Linked DNA regions of Mus musculus: all the other regions are linked to region 3. A link is a contact called in public HiChIP or PLAC-seq and promoter capture Hi-C data. All regions are on one chromosome and are shown on one strand. Each heading gives the region's core, a stretch centred on a gene start, on an enhancer-like site or on the middle of the called end of the contact. The rest is flanking DNA. Distances are from core to core; before and after follow the strand shown.

Region 1 (4,000 bases), core at 138-2,637, 560 kb before region 3:
GGATCAGAGATCAAGTCTATAGTGCGTTCAAGGCCTGCCTAGGCTTACAGGAGACCCTGCCTCTGTCGCTCCACCAAAAGTGCCTGTGAGTAGTGATCTGACTTTAAATCAATTTGGCAAATGCAGTTTGGGTTTTTGTTTTGGGTTTTGTTCTGTGTAGCCCTGGGTCCTGGAACTCGCTCCGTAGACCAGGCTGACTTTGAACTCGGAGATTCACCTGCCTCTTCCTCTCAAGTGCTAGGTGGCGTGCGCCACCACTGCCCGGCCTGCAGTTGGGTTTTATTTCATTAACAATTTTAAAAATAAAGAAAACAAAGCAGGCGGAGCCCATCTTGTTACCCTCTCCCGTATCTTATAGGTTGCAGGAGAGAATTAAACGTCTCACTGAGAGTTGGGTTCAGAAGAAAACCCGACTGAAATGAGGTAACTGGTTCTGCAAGGTGAATACTGATCCCTCCAAGGCCACAGGCATGCGGAACTGGATTCGCCGGTTCCTTGGTCTCAGATGCTCTTTAACTCTTCCTGGCACAGGCTCGCTGGAGAGGGCACAGTAGCCAGTTCCCCCGACGGCCGCCAGAGGCTACAGAGAGCGAACTGGCATTCCTGAGAATTAGCCAAGGCGACCGCAGAGGGTGGAAAAAGCGGGTGAAAGTACCTCACATTTTGCCTCCTCCTAAACCACCTCAAAAAAAGAGCCTGACGTCGTCACCATTCCAGTTTGGGGAAAGATAACCTCTCATTTTGCCACCACCTCTCTGGCTTCCCCATCACCTTGAGAGTGTTACGTGCTTTGAGATACGATATTCCACACTGGCCTTGAACTGATAACCTCCTGCCTCTGTCTGATAAGTGCGGGCGTTATCATCACCTTGTAGGATATATATCTGGCCTTGTCTTTCTCTCCAGGGCTGGGCACCGAATAACCCAAATGCAAGGAGTTTCTAAACTGAATGCAGAATTAAGTACTCGGTGCAAGCACTGACCCCTAATGACCTCAGGCAAACTCATAACCTGGCTCCCGGGTTTGAATGTAGATTCATAGGTTAAGAAAAAAAAAAGACTTAGCCCTTTGCTGGGCGTGGTGGCACACTTCTTTAATGTCTGCACTTGGGAGGCGGAAAAAGGCGGATCTCAGGAATTCCACGCCAGCCTATTCTACAGAGCGAGCTTCAGGACTGCCAGAGCAAGACAGTGAGCCCTTGTCTCAAAGGGGAAAAAACTGCTCAGAACAATGCCTAGGGCTTTAAGAGCTAAACAAACGTTAGCTTAACCTCATCGCGTTGGCGGCGGCCACAGTGCCCAGTTGCCCTTTTAAGGGACTTTGACATCTTCCCACGTAAGCGGAAGTACCCCTGAGGGCTCCGGAAGTGACTTCAGAACCCCTTCAGAAACATGGCTCCGGAGCGTTGTCCCGGAAGCGGTCACGGGTCTCTGCGTGACGCTAACTGAGTTAGAGCGGTCCCGCGGGGTTTCTATGGTGCCGCCCGCCACCCCCAGGCTCTCCTCTTCCTCTCCCGCCCGAGCGCCCGGAGCTGCGAGGCCGCCGACCAGCCCCACCGGCGACTCCGCCAGCCGCCAGGGGGAGGGGCGCCGACGAGGCGACGCTCTAGGCGGCTCCACCCGCGTCTCGATGGTGCCCGGCGTCCCGGTGCCGCGTTCCTACTCCGCGGGGTGGACGCGGCCCCTTTAACCGGCCGAGGGCGGAGCCGAGGAGTTCCCGCGAGAGCGGCCGGGGGGCGGGGGGCGGCGCCGAGGCCGGGGGCCCGTGGCGGATGGAGCCCGCGATGGAGCCGGAGACTCTGGAGGCACGAATCAGTGAGTGTCCGGGAGGGGCGCGAGCCGGACCGGAACCGGAACCGGGGGCGCGAGGCTGGCCCCTCTCTCTCTCCCGGCGGGGCGGGGTCCGCGCGCCCCCTCCTCACGCCCCGCCCCCCGACCCGGAGGGGCGGCGCCCCAGTCTGTCGCTCCGCTCGGACCCTGGCAGCTGCGCGCAGCCTGGCCGGGAGCGGGCGCCGCCCACCCACCCCGGTGACCCGGTGGCGCAGAGTTATCCCGGACCCCCGAAGGCCCTGCCTGTTGCACCAAAGCGCAGACCCTCGAGTCTTCCCCTAGAGGGATCCCCCCACTTCCTCAGGGCCTGAGTCTTTCAAACCCTGTGCCCGCAGCTCTTCTTAGATCTGCTCGGTCCCCCAGCCCAGGAAAGGGGGGACCCCTGGCCCATCTGATCCAGCTCTGTCCGCGCCTGGAGAAACTCCCAGTGCTTGAAAGGGTCCCGTCTAAGACTCCATAAGGAAATCAAGTTCTCTGTCGTTATACCCAAGCCCAGCCTTGCTTTGCGTCCCAGATTGCTTTCCTAGCCCCTGCTGAGCCTCCTCCCCAGGCCTCTGTCCTTGTTTCCTGTCTCCTTCGAAACAGCTTCCTCCAACTCTGGCTTCCAAGCCCCATCCTCTGTTCTCCCTGTCCCACACTGCTTGTTGAAGATCCTTGGCCTTGCCAACCCCATTCCTGAACTCTGCCCCTGGGAGCTGCAGGTTGGCTCTTCTGGTCCATTTAGTGACAGGTCTGTCCCAAGGCCTTTCAGGGATGTGACCCAGAGAAGCCTTCCGGTCTATCCTCAAGCTCAACCTCCTGGTCTGAGATATAGCAAGGATCTGTGCAGGGTGGTGTGGGCCGACATGGTCAGCATCTTTGAAGCCAGCCTCGAAGGAAGTTGAACTGGAAGGTTGATTCCCAGAGCTCACCGATCTGGGGGGGGGGGGGGGGGCGGAGGAGAGTCAGCCTGGCAGTGGGGTTGATTGGTGGTTAGAAGGAGACAGTGACCATGGACTGCATGAGATACAGTACTGCACGGGTCTCAGGAGGTCAGAGGTAAAAGAGGACCATAGATATTTTCCCCATCTGTCTTAGTCAGGGTTTCTATTCCTGCACAAACATCATGACCAAGAAGCAAGTTGGGGAGGAAAGGATTTATTCAGCTTACATTTTCCACATTGCTGTTAATCACCAAAGGATGTCAGGACTGGAACTCAAGCAGGTCAGGAAGCAGGAGCTGATACAGAGGCCATGGAGGGATATTCTTTACTGGCTTGCTTTCCCTGGCTTGCTCAGCCTGCTCTCTTATAGAACCAAGACTACCAGCCCAGAGATGGTCCCACCCACAATGGGCCTTTCCCCCTTGATCACTAATTGAGAAAATGCCTTACAGCTGGATCTCATGGAGGCACTTCCCCAACTGAAGCTGCTTTCTCTGTGATAACTCCAGCTGTGTCAAGTTGACACAAAACTAGCCAGGACAGCATCTGAAGAGTCATGCCCAGTTGTGAAATACCTCTCTCCCTCAAGTACTTTCCTCTGCCACTTGCCAGGGGAGATGAGCCCCCCCCCCCACACACACACACACACGCACACGCACTGTGGAGGTTGGGGAAAGGGGTGGGGTCATGTCTCTTCCAGTTCTAAGATCTTCCGTTTGCTCAATGCTGGGGAGAAACTGATCCTGGCCAGAGTTTCCTCTTCCCTGGCTCCTGACTCGGATTGCTTGGCTCCACCCTTGCTGGGGCTCACGTGCCTTTGACACTTCGAGGACTTCCTGTTCTAGCCCTTTTTCTCAGCTGTCACTGAGAGGCCAGTACCCCGAACCTTCTCCTTGCCTCCAGATTGCAGGCTCTCTTCCCAGTGTTCAGTCCCTTAGCCATTGTGGGGGACTGGGAGGTCGGGAAATGTGCAGCCTGACCTAAGGAAGAAGAGATGTTGCTGGTGTCCCTGGGGGCCTCACTGGTGACATCTGTTCCTCTCAAGGACTGGAGGGTCACCCACAAGGTTCCTGGGATAGATTGGTACCAGAAAGAATGCTGCTTCAGCCTCTGGCCATCCATCTTGCCTCTGAGCCCCCGGGAGAGAGCAGCCTGCCCCAGCTCCTTCCATCCCTCCCCTGCTCCCTCCCCTGCTCTGCCCGTCTTCATAGCGCTTCTGAGATCGCTAATCTGAGTACTCAGAGATG
Region 2 (3,762 bases), core at 448-2,947, 730 kb after region 3:
CTCCTTCCCAGAGGCCTCCCAAGAAGCTTGGGAATTTGGAAAAGGAAGGAAAACAAAGATCCAAGGGTGAGTGGGGGGTCGGGGTGGGGAGAGAGAGCAAGCAGCAGGTCTCCAGAACCTTCCAGATGTGTCCAACTCTGTGCAGGGCAAGGCCAGGCCATCTCTTTTCCTCCACACAACTGCAGGGGGTGGTACTTCTCATTGCCTCCTAATGCAGAAGGCTCAGGGCAGGCAAATGGGAGTGTTTTGCATTATACTGAAATCAAAGGCCATGCAAGTTGTGTGTGGAATATAACCTATGGTAACTGGCTGGCATATGGGAGGGTCTGGGTTTCATTCCCAGCGCCACAATAAGTAAATACATTCAGACAAATTGATAACCTTGAGAGGGAGACAAGTTATAGAGGTGGTGTACTGGTTTTTAGGTCACAACAGAATGCCTCAAATCAAGAAAAAGTGTCAGGGCTGGAGAAATGGCTCAGTGGTTAAGAGCACCCTTCCAGAGAATCTGAGATCAAGTCCCAGCACCCATGTCAGGTGCTTCTGACTGCAATCCAGCAGGGCTCTGGGGATATTTAGATCATTTAGAGCCGGGTGTTGGTGGTGCACGCCTTTAATCCCAGCACTCAGGAGGCAGAGGCAGGCAGATCTCTGTGAGTTCAAGGCCAGCCTGGTCTACAGAGTTGAGTTCCAGGACAGCCAGGGCTACACAAGAGAATCCCTGTCTTGAAAAAACAAAATAAATAAATCTATCATAGGTGACCTGAGTGCTAGAGATGCCCATTATAAGCAGCATCCTGGGGGTGGGGGGTGGGGAAGAAGAATGGAGAAACCTCCAAGTCTGGGGTTGAATCCCAGATCCAGCACATTCTGTCACCCTCTGCGCCTCATGGGTGGCTTTGTGCATTGATGAAGAGGGTGGAGGCAGAAGGATGTACAGAGGCCAACACATCCGAGCAAGACACAAACTAGCACGGACACTGTGTCGACCCAGTACCCAGTGTTTTAGACGCTTTCCTGTACCAGGCCTCTGCATAGGGCTACAGTGATGTACACACCGGTCAGGACTTTGTCACACCACCACACAGGAGGCCTGTGCCCCCAGCCACAGTATGCCCACAATCACGCCACAGTACGGATCTATCTACACACCCCATGCACATAAGGGCCAATCTATCACACGCTGCAGAACACAGACACACAGATCCACTCACACGCAGAGCCCGACAAGCACTTTGGCCAGCTCCGCCTCACACAGCACACACACCCGCACAGGACGCCCGGGCAGTGGGCCGGCGCACGCACGGTCACAGGCAGGGCACGCGCACACTCGCGCGTCCGATTGCTGCGCACACACACACACACAGAAACACACACATACACACGAAAGAGGCGCGGGGCGGTGGCGGGAGCTCGCGGTCCAGGCGCCCCTGGCCCGGAGCGCGCAAAGCCCGGCTGGCGGGGGAGGGGACGCGGCCGCGCGGGGGCGGGGCGGGGGCCGGCGGGAGCGGGCACCTCCAGCGCAGCGCTCGGCCTCGCCGCCGCGCCCCCGCTACCGCCCCGGGGTGCAGTCAAGCGGCCGCGCCGGGCCCGCGGGACGGGGTGGAGGTGGGGTGGGGGGCGGGGATCGGGCCGGGCCCGGGCCGCGCTGCCTGCGATGCCGGGCGCCCGCCGCAGCCGCCGCCGCCGGAGCCCGGGATGGGGCGAGGAGAGGCTGCGGCGGACGCCAGCATCTCCCCGCCGGGGACCCCGGGGGCCCCGGAGCCGCCGCCGCCGCTGCTTCTACCGCCGCTGCTGAGACCCAGCGGACGATGGGTGAGTTGACCCTGGAGCCGGGGACCCGCGCCGCAGCCCTGCATCTTCCCCGCACCCCAGGCCTCGCCTCCGCGTCCTCCCCACTCCCGTCTCCCCCCGTGGTGGTCCCGCAGCCCCGGGGGCGGGGGCATGGGGCCGAGTAGGGGCGAGATGTGGGGGACTGCTTAACCGGCGCCCCCTGCCCCCACCCGCCTGCTCTCCGCAGCTCTCCGTGGCCGCGGGGCAGAGCCTGGCGCGGCGACCCCCTCCCTTGGCTGGACCGGGGTGGGGTGGGGGCGTCCCGAGGCGCGGAGCTCCAGCCATGCTTTGTGCGCTGCGCTCCCTTCCACCTCCGGCGCAGCTCGGGGCTGGGGGCGCGAGGCCTCAGCTCTTGCCTTCCCCACCCCCGATCCCGGGCTGCTGCGGCTGCTGGCCGAGGCCCAGGCGCGGTTGGGGTGCTGGGCGAGTGTGGGGGCTGTGGCTGGAGCTGTAACTACAGCTGCCTTAGTGGGGAGCAGGGAAAAGCTTAGCATGAGAGGCCCCCACCTTCTACTGGGGAGGGGTCTCCCTCTCTTTGCACTGCACTGCCCAGGGCGGAGGAGGGCTCCTGGCTGGGGGAGGGCGCTATAAATATCTACAAATAGTTCTAGAACCGGGCTGGGGTGGGGAGGGGAGCTTGCTTGGTTGTGCTAGTGGCGGGGGTGCCTGAGCTGGGGCGCAGCATCTCTGACTGCTGCGCCCCAGTCATCTCCGATGGCCTGAGGTCTGATGATGTTCCCTCGCCTGCGGAACTCAGAAGGGGGATGTAGGCAGGAACATTTTCCCTACTGGGATTTTTCTGTGGTCCTCCATCATCTCTGGGACACGGGTGCAGAAATGCCTTCATGGGGGATTGACCTGGAGGGACACAGTTATTAAAGGTCCAGGCAATGAGCCAACCGTGAGGATGACAGGGAGAGCAAGACAAGGCTCTCTCCTTCTGGGAGCTGGCAACTCCAGGATTATTAGTGCTGCCCAACGCTAAGGAGATAGGCAGGGTTTCTGGGAAAGTTAGAAAGAGGGGCTCTTTGCTCTAGGGAGGAAGAACCTACTGGAAGACGGAAAAGTTCCCAGGGCTGAAGAAATAGTAAGAGAAAGGACCGAGAGATGTGCTCTCTGGTGTGTTGAGAGATGGTGTGTAGCATGGTGGGACACTGAACCACGAGGAGAAATGAGCTGAAGAGTGGGTATCCATGTGTGGCCAGCTGTGGTTGTATAGTGATTAGTACTGTATGTTATGGTTGCAACAACCATGGTTCGAATCTGAGTCCCAACACCAGTGATAGGACAAATGCCGTGAGAGGTGAGGTGGGGGTACTTTTGGCAGGTGGTGCCAAGGTGTGCCTTGGAGTGTGGACATGAGGGATAGATAGATGGAGGCAGACACACAGGGAGACAGAGATAAGAGTTCTGACAGAGATGAGAGAGCTCTGGGGTGACTGGAGCCCTATTTTATGGGCAGCACCTAGCACACCTCGTGCACCGGCATAAGCTGCTGTTAGGTCCCCGAGGGTACGCCAGTGGGAACGCCTGATTACCTCTGAAGAGCGCTTCCGAACAGGATGGCCAGGTAGAGAAAATGTGGATGTCCACACCAGGAAGCTAGGACTGGCTCCAGGGGACTGCAGGGAGCTAGCTGTTCTTGGCAGGGATTGAGCAAATGGCCTCAGCGGCCTCTTTTGGAACTCTGTGTGTCTTGTCATTAGTGCTCATCAGTTACCCCATGCTGTGCTGTGAGGTATGGTTGTATGTGTGAGTGTCTGTGTGTGTGTGTATGTGAATGTCTATGTGTGTGTATATGTGTGTGTGTATATGTATGTGAGTGTGTAGGTGAGTGTCTGTGTGTATGTCTGCGTGTATATGAGCGTCTATGTGTGTCTGTGAGTATATGTGAGTGTGTGTATGTGTGTGTGAATGTCTATGTGAGTG
Region 3 (3,661 bases), core at 1,111-3,610:
GAGACAGGTCCCATCCCTGTGGGTCTAAGCTGCATAGCCTGCTCCTTCCTCAGATGAGGTGGAGGCCCCAAGCCCATGGATAACAAGGATTGGACCATGGCAGGGATCCCTCTGTACTGGCCTGGTAGAGGTTGGGTACCTGTGTTCCAGGTCAGCAAAACAGAAGACTCAATGAATGGGGGCAGGTTTGGGCTGCTGGGGAATGGGGAGGCAGGGAATAGTAAACTATGAGACAGGGAGACTGGTTCCTTGGTGCCTCTGCATGGTTACACATGAGCTGGTGTGAGGGAACAAGAGGGCACTCCTTTGGCAGATAGATGGGAACCGGAGCCCAGAGTGGCCTTGCTACCATCCCCACAGAAGCTAGCCAATGGTAGAAATCTCACCTAGGACCAAACAGGGGTCCAGCTGGCCCACCTGGTGGCCTCCTACCCAGAACTTATTTCACTCCAGGCTTGAGAAGTAAAACCCTTCGGTGAGACAGTGACTGCTGGCTTGCTTGGGGGTAAGGGGTGCTGACCCTTTCCCTGTGCCAAGCCTGCCCCCAGATACCAGGCCTGGAAGGAAACCAGGAGAGATTCACTGGGGCTCCTCCATCAGCCCCAGAAGCGAGAGAGCCAAGCCAGGAGAGACACCCTAGCCTAGTACTAAGTCCCCGAGAGCCACCACTGTCCTTCTACCAGCCACAAGGAAGTGGCTGCCGCTGGGTGCCAGCCAAACTCTGGGCTCTCCCATCATGGGTCTTTGCCCACATGGCTGAGTTGCCCTGATTGCCAAGAACAGGACTGCATATCTGCAGAAAACCCACCAGCCTGGCACCACAGGTCCACACATGGTCCAGCTTGCTAAGGGCACCCGCCAAGGGGAACATGGGAGTAGAGGCTCACACTTAGGATCCCTACAGGAAAGGGGGGGCTGGCTGTGTACTCACAAACACCCCCCCCCCCCAAAGCCGGGTTTCCACTAACGCCGACTCAGAGACCATACATGGCATCTGGGAAAGCCACAGGTTAGGAAAGGAACATAAATATACTGCATCCTATATTACATAAATACCCACGCCAGGTTATATAAATACCAGTGCCCTCTGTCTGGGAGTCTTACATAAATACACTGCACATGACCCCCCAAGCCCCTCTCCACTCACGGCTCTCTGCACAATCACCAACCCTGAAGGACCCTACCAACGCCAGGGTCTCCCCACCCTGGAGACCAGAGCCCTGGAGTCTAGCGTGTCCCAGCCCTCCTCCACTTAAAAGCCCCCCTCCACCGCCACCCCAAGAAATTGACTTTGGGGTGGGGGCTCCTTCAGGAAATCAGAGTAGCTTTCCAATTCTTCACTCTGTCCCTTACGGGAGGGGTGGGGGAGGGGAATAAACAAAGTTAAAAAAAGGGGGGGGTGGCCATGAGGAGTCAAGACTTCTCAGCTGGTTAGAAAAATTACAACTACAAGCAGCTGGGCACATGGGCAGTCCCGTGTCACCCTGCCATACACACACACCTCCTGACACACACACCACCCACCTTCCACAGGGCCAAGACCCTGGTCAATGAATCAGTAGAATAAAAACTGAAGGAATGCCCTAAACCTAGGAAAGGCGTCCCAAACGCAAGTATTCATTGGAACTGCACCCCCTTCTCTCTCTCTCTAGACCCCCTTTCCAAAGGGAGGCTATGCTAAGAAATATGTGGGGAAACTCTGGACAAAGTAGGGGGAGGGGGTGGCCTAAGTCGCAGCCCTGCCTCTGAGGCGCCCAGGCACCCAGCTTTCACAGGCTTGAAGCACAAGGCTGTCTCGCACACCGCAATGAGAAGCCAAGCGATAAATAACCCCCTCCCTTCTTCTCGCCACAAAGGAAAACAAAGCCGGTGGCCCGGGTGACCACGCACCCCATCACTTAGGACCCCCGCGCGCCCCCACCCTACGCGAGAACGGCCTCGGTGACCCGGAGCCCAGGACACAGAGGAGGGGCCGAGGCCGGCCCGGAACCCGAGCGCCCCCGGGACCCCAGCCAGGCCCCTGCCGCAGGTCCCCCGCCCCAACCCGGGGCCGCCTCGGTGCACCCGGCGGCCTGCGAAGCGCCCGTCCCCTCCGCGTCCCCGGCCGCGCCTTTGTCCTCACGGGCGGCGCCCCCAGCCCTGCGCGGATGCGCGTGTCCGCCCCGCGCTCGCGCAAAAAGAAAACACAAAGAGGCGGAGGGAACCCCGCTTCCCCGGCCCCCGATGCTCACCGCGCCGGGGCGGCCGCCGGGGCGGATGCCAGAGGATTCGCCGGGCCGCGGGCGCGCCAGCCTCTCCCCGGCCCGCTGCGCTGCGCTCGGCCCGGCCGGGCTCAGGCTCCGCGCTCCGCCGCCTCCCGCCGCCCGCCCCCGCCGCCGGCTCGCGCGCTCCCTACCCGCGCGCGCGTCCCCGCGGTTCCCATTGAGCCCCGGGCCCGCCCGCTGATGTCATCCCCCGCCCGCCGCCGCCGCCCCGGAGGATTTAAAGGGCCCGCAGCCCCCGGAGAGCGTGTTCTGACGCTGCCACCCTGGGTGAGGGGCACACAAAACTAAGATTTCCTATACTCAGGCCTTGCCCTATCTCCAGCCAAAGCTGCGGGGACCCCCGAGAGAATCAGCTGAGACTCCTGGCACTGCAAAAGAGATTTAGGGCTCAGTAGCCTGAAGGCTGTAGAGAACACTGGCCAGGGGCTTTGGGAATAAAGCATAGGGACTGAGGGGCGTGGACAAGGACCAAGGATGTGTGGTCAGAGAAAACTCCAGGCAGACACTTTTCTTTGCTCTGTCCTCTGCCGTTCAGATCCACTGTGACAGTCCCTCAGATTCCAACGTAGTTTCACCCATTGAGCCCCCTGCCCCTCACCAAGAACTCACACGTGAGTCAGGGACCCAGAGGTGCTCATTCAACAAAGTCATCCCCCAGACAATGCCTGAATGTCCTTAACTGCAAACGAGGAAGAAGGACCATAGCCTTCCCAGGTCATGGGAGAGTTAATGAAGGCTTCCCACCAGCTTCCAGCTCCACCATGGAAGGTCCCAGCACAAGGCTATTAAAATGATATTTACAGTGGGTCATGCAAAGCTCCAACTTATGACACACCTACATTCTCTCTCTACACACACACACAACTGTTACTGTGGACATAGTACCTCTGATCACCCCGGAAGCACATCTCAGAAAGAGTCACTTCATAATAACCGCATCTTCTCCCCGAGGCTGAGGAGATTGCTGGGAGACCTATAGACCAGGTCCTATCACAGGGCAGGAGGGCAGGATACTGTGGCCCAGAGAGGGCAAAAGGTCTGCCCAGGCCCACACAGCCCAGCAAGATGGCCATGTTCATCTGGTGGACCTGGGGATGCCGATCAGAAGACCAGGAGAATGAGGAGGAGCTGCCTCCAGAGGCCTCTGTGATGGTAAACCGGGCAACTGGCTCTCTCTGCCCAGGTGGTGGACTGAGCATGGCCCGCTTGGTGCTTTTTGGCTTTGCGTTTGTCAATTGATTCACAATTGGCAGGTTTTGTATGACAGGCCCGCATTCTCTCCTGAAGCCTTGGCCACGCAGGGCACAAATCCTCACCAGAGGCAGCTGGTCTGGACAGCAGTCAGCCTCAGTGGTCAGAGCCCAGGCCGTGGGGCCTTGGCAAGACTGAGCAGAACA

Evidence for each region. Promoter capture Hi-C pulls out the DNA fragments that hold promoters and counts their contacts. HiChIP or PLAC-seq counts read pairs in DNA pulled down with a chosen protein or histone mark.
Region 1: an H3K27ac HiChIP or PLAC-seq map of microglia shows a contact between it and region 3, with 5 times the contacts expected there. The contact joins the promoter of Gga1 here to the promoter of Csnk1e in region 3. A contact is called at or near these places in 2 of 484 Hi-C or Micro-C datasets (both in embryonic stem cells) and 3 of 115 datasets of contacts at active chromatin or transcription factors (bone marrow-derived macrophages, microglia and pancreatic cancer cells).
Region 2: a promoter capture Hi-C map of cranial neural crest shows a contact between it and region 3. The contact joins the promoter of Mgat3 here to the promoter of Csnk1e in region 3. A contact is called at or near these places in 1 of 39 promoter capture datasets (cranial neural crest) and 1 of 115 datasets of contacts at active chromatin or transcription factors (pancreatic cancer cells).

What each region holds. Positions count from the first base shown.
Region 1 is chr15:78,875,803-78,879,802 of GRCm38.p6, forward strand. It overlaps Gga1 (golgi associated, gamma adaptin ear containing, ARF binding protein 1), which reads left to right and starts at 1,388. Exons shown (of 17, transcript NM_145929.2): 1 at 1,388-1,815. The coding sequence starts at 1,773.
Region 2 is chr15:80,172,024-80,175,785 of GRCm38.p6, forward strand. It overlaps Mgat3 (mannoside acetylglucosaminyltransferase 3), which reads left to right and starts at 1,698. Exons shown (of 2, transcript NM_010795.4): 1 at 1,698-1,815.
Region 3 is chr15:79,439,697-79,443,357 of GRCm38.p6, forward strand. It overlaps Csnk1e (casein kinase 1, epsilon), which reads right to left and starts at 2,361. Exons shown (of 11, transcript NM_013767.6): 1 at 2,232-2,361.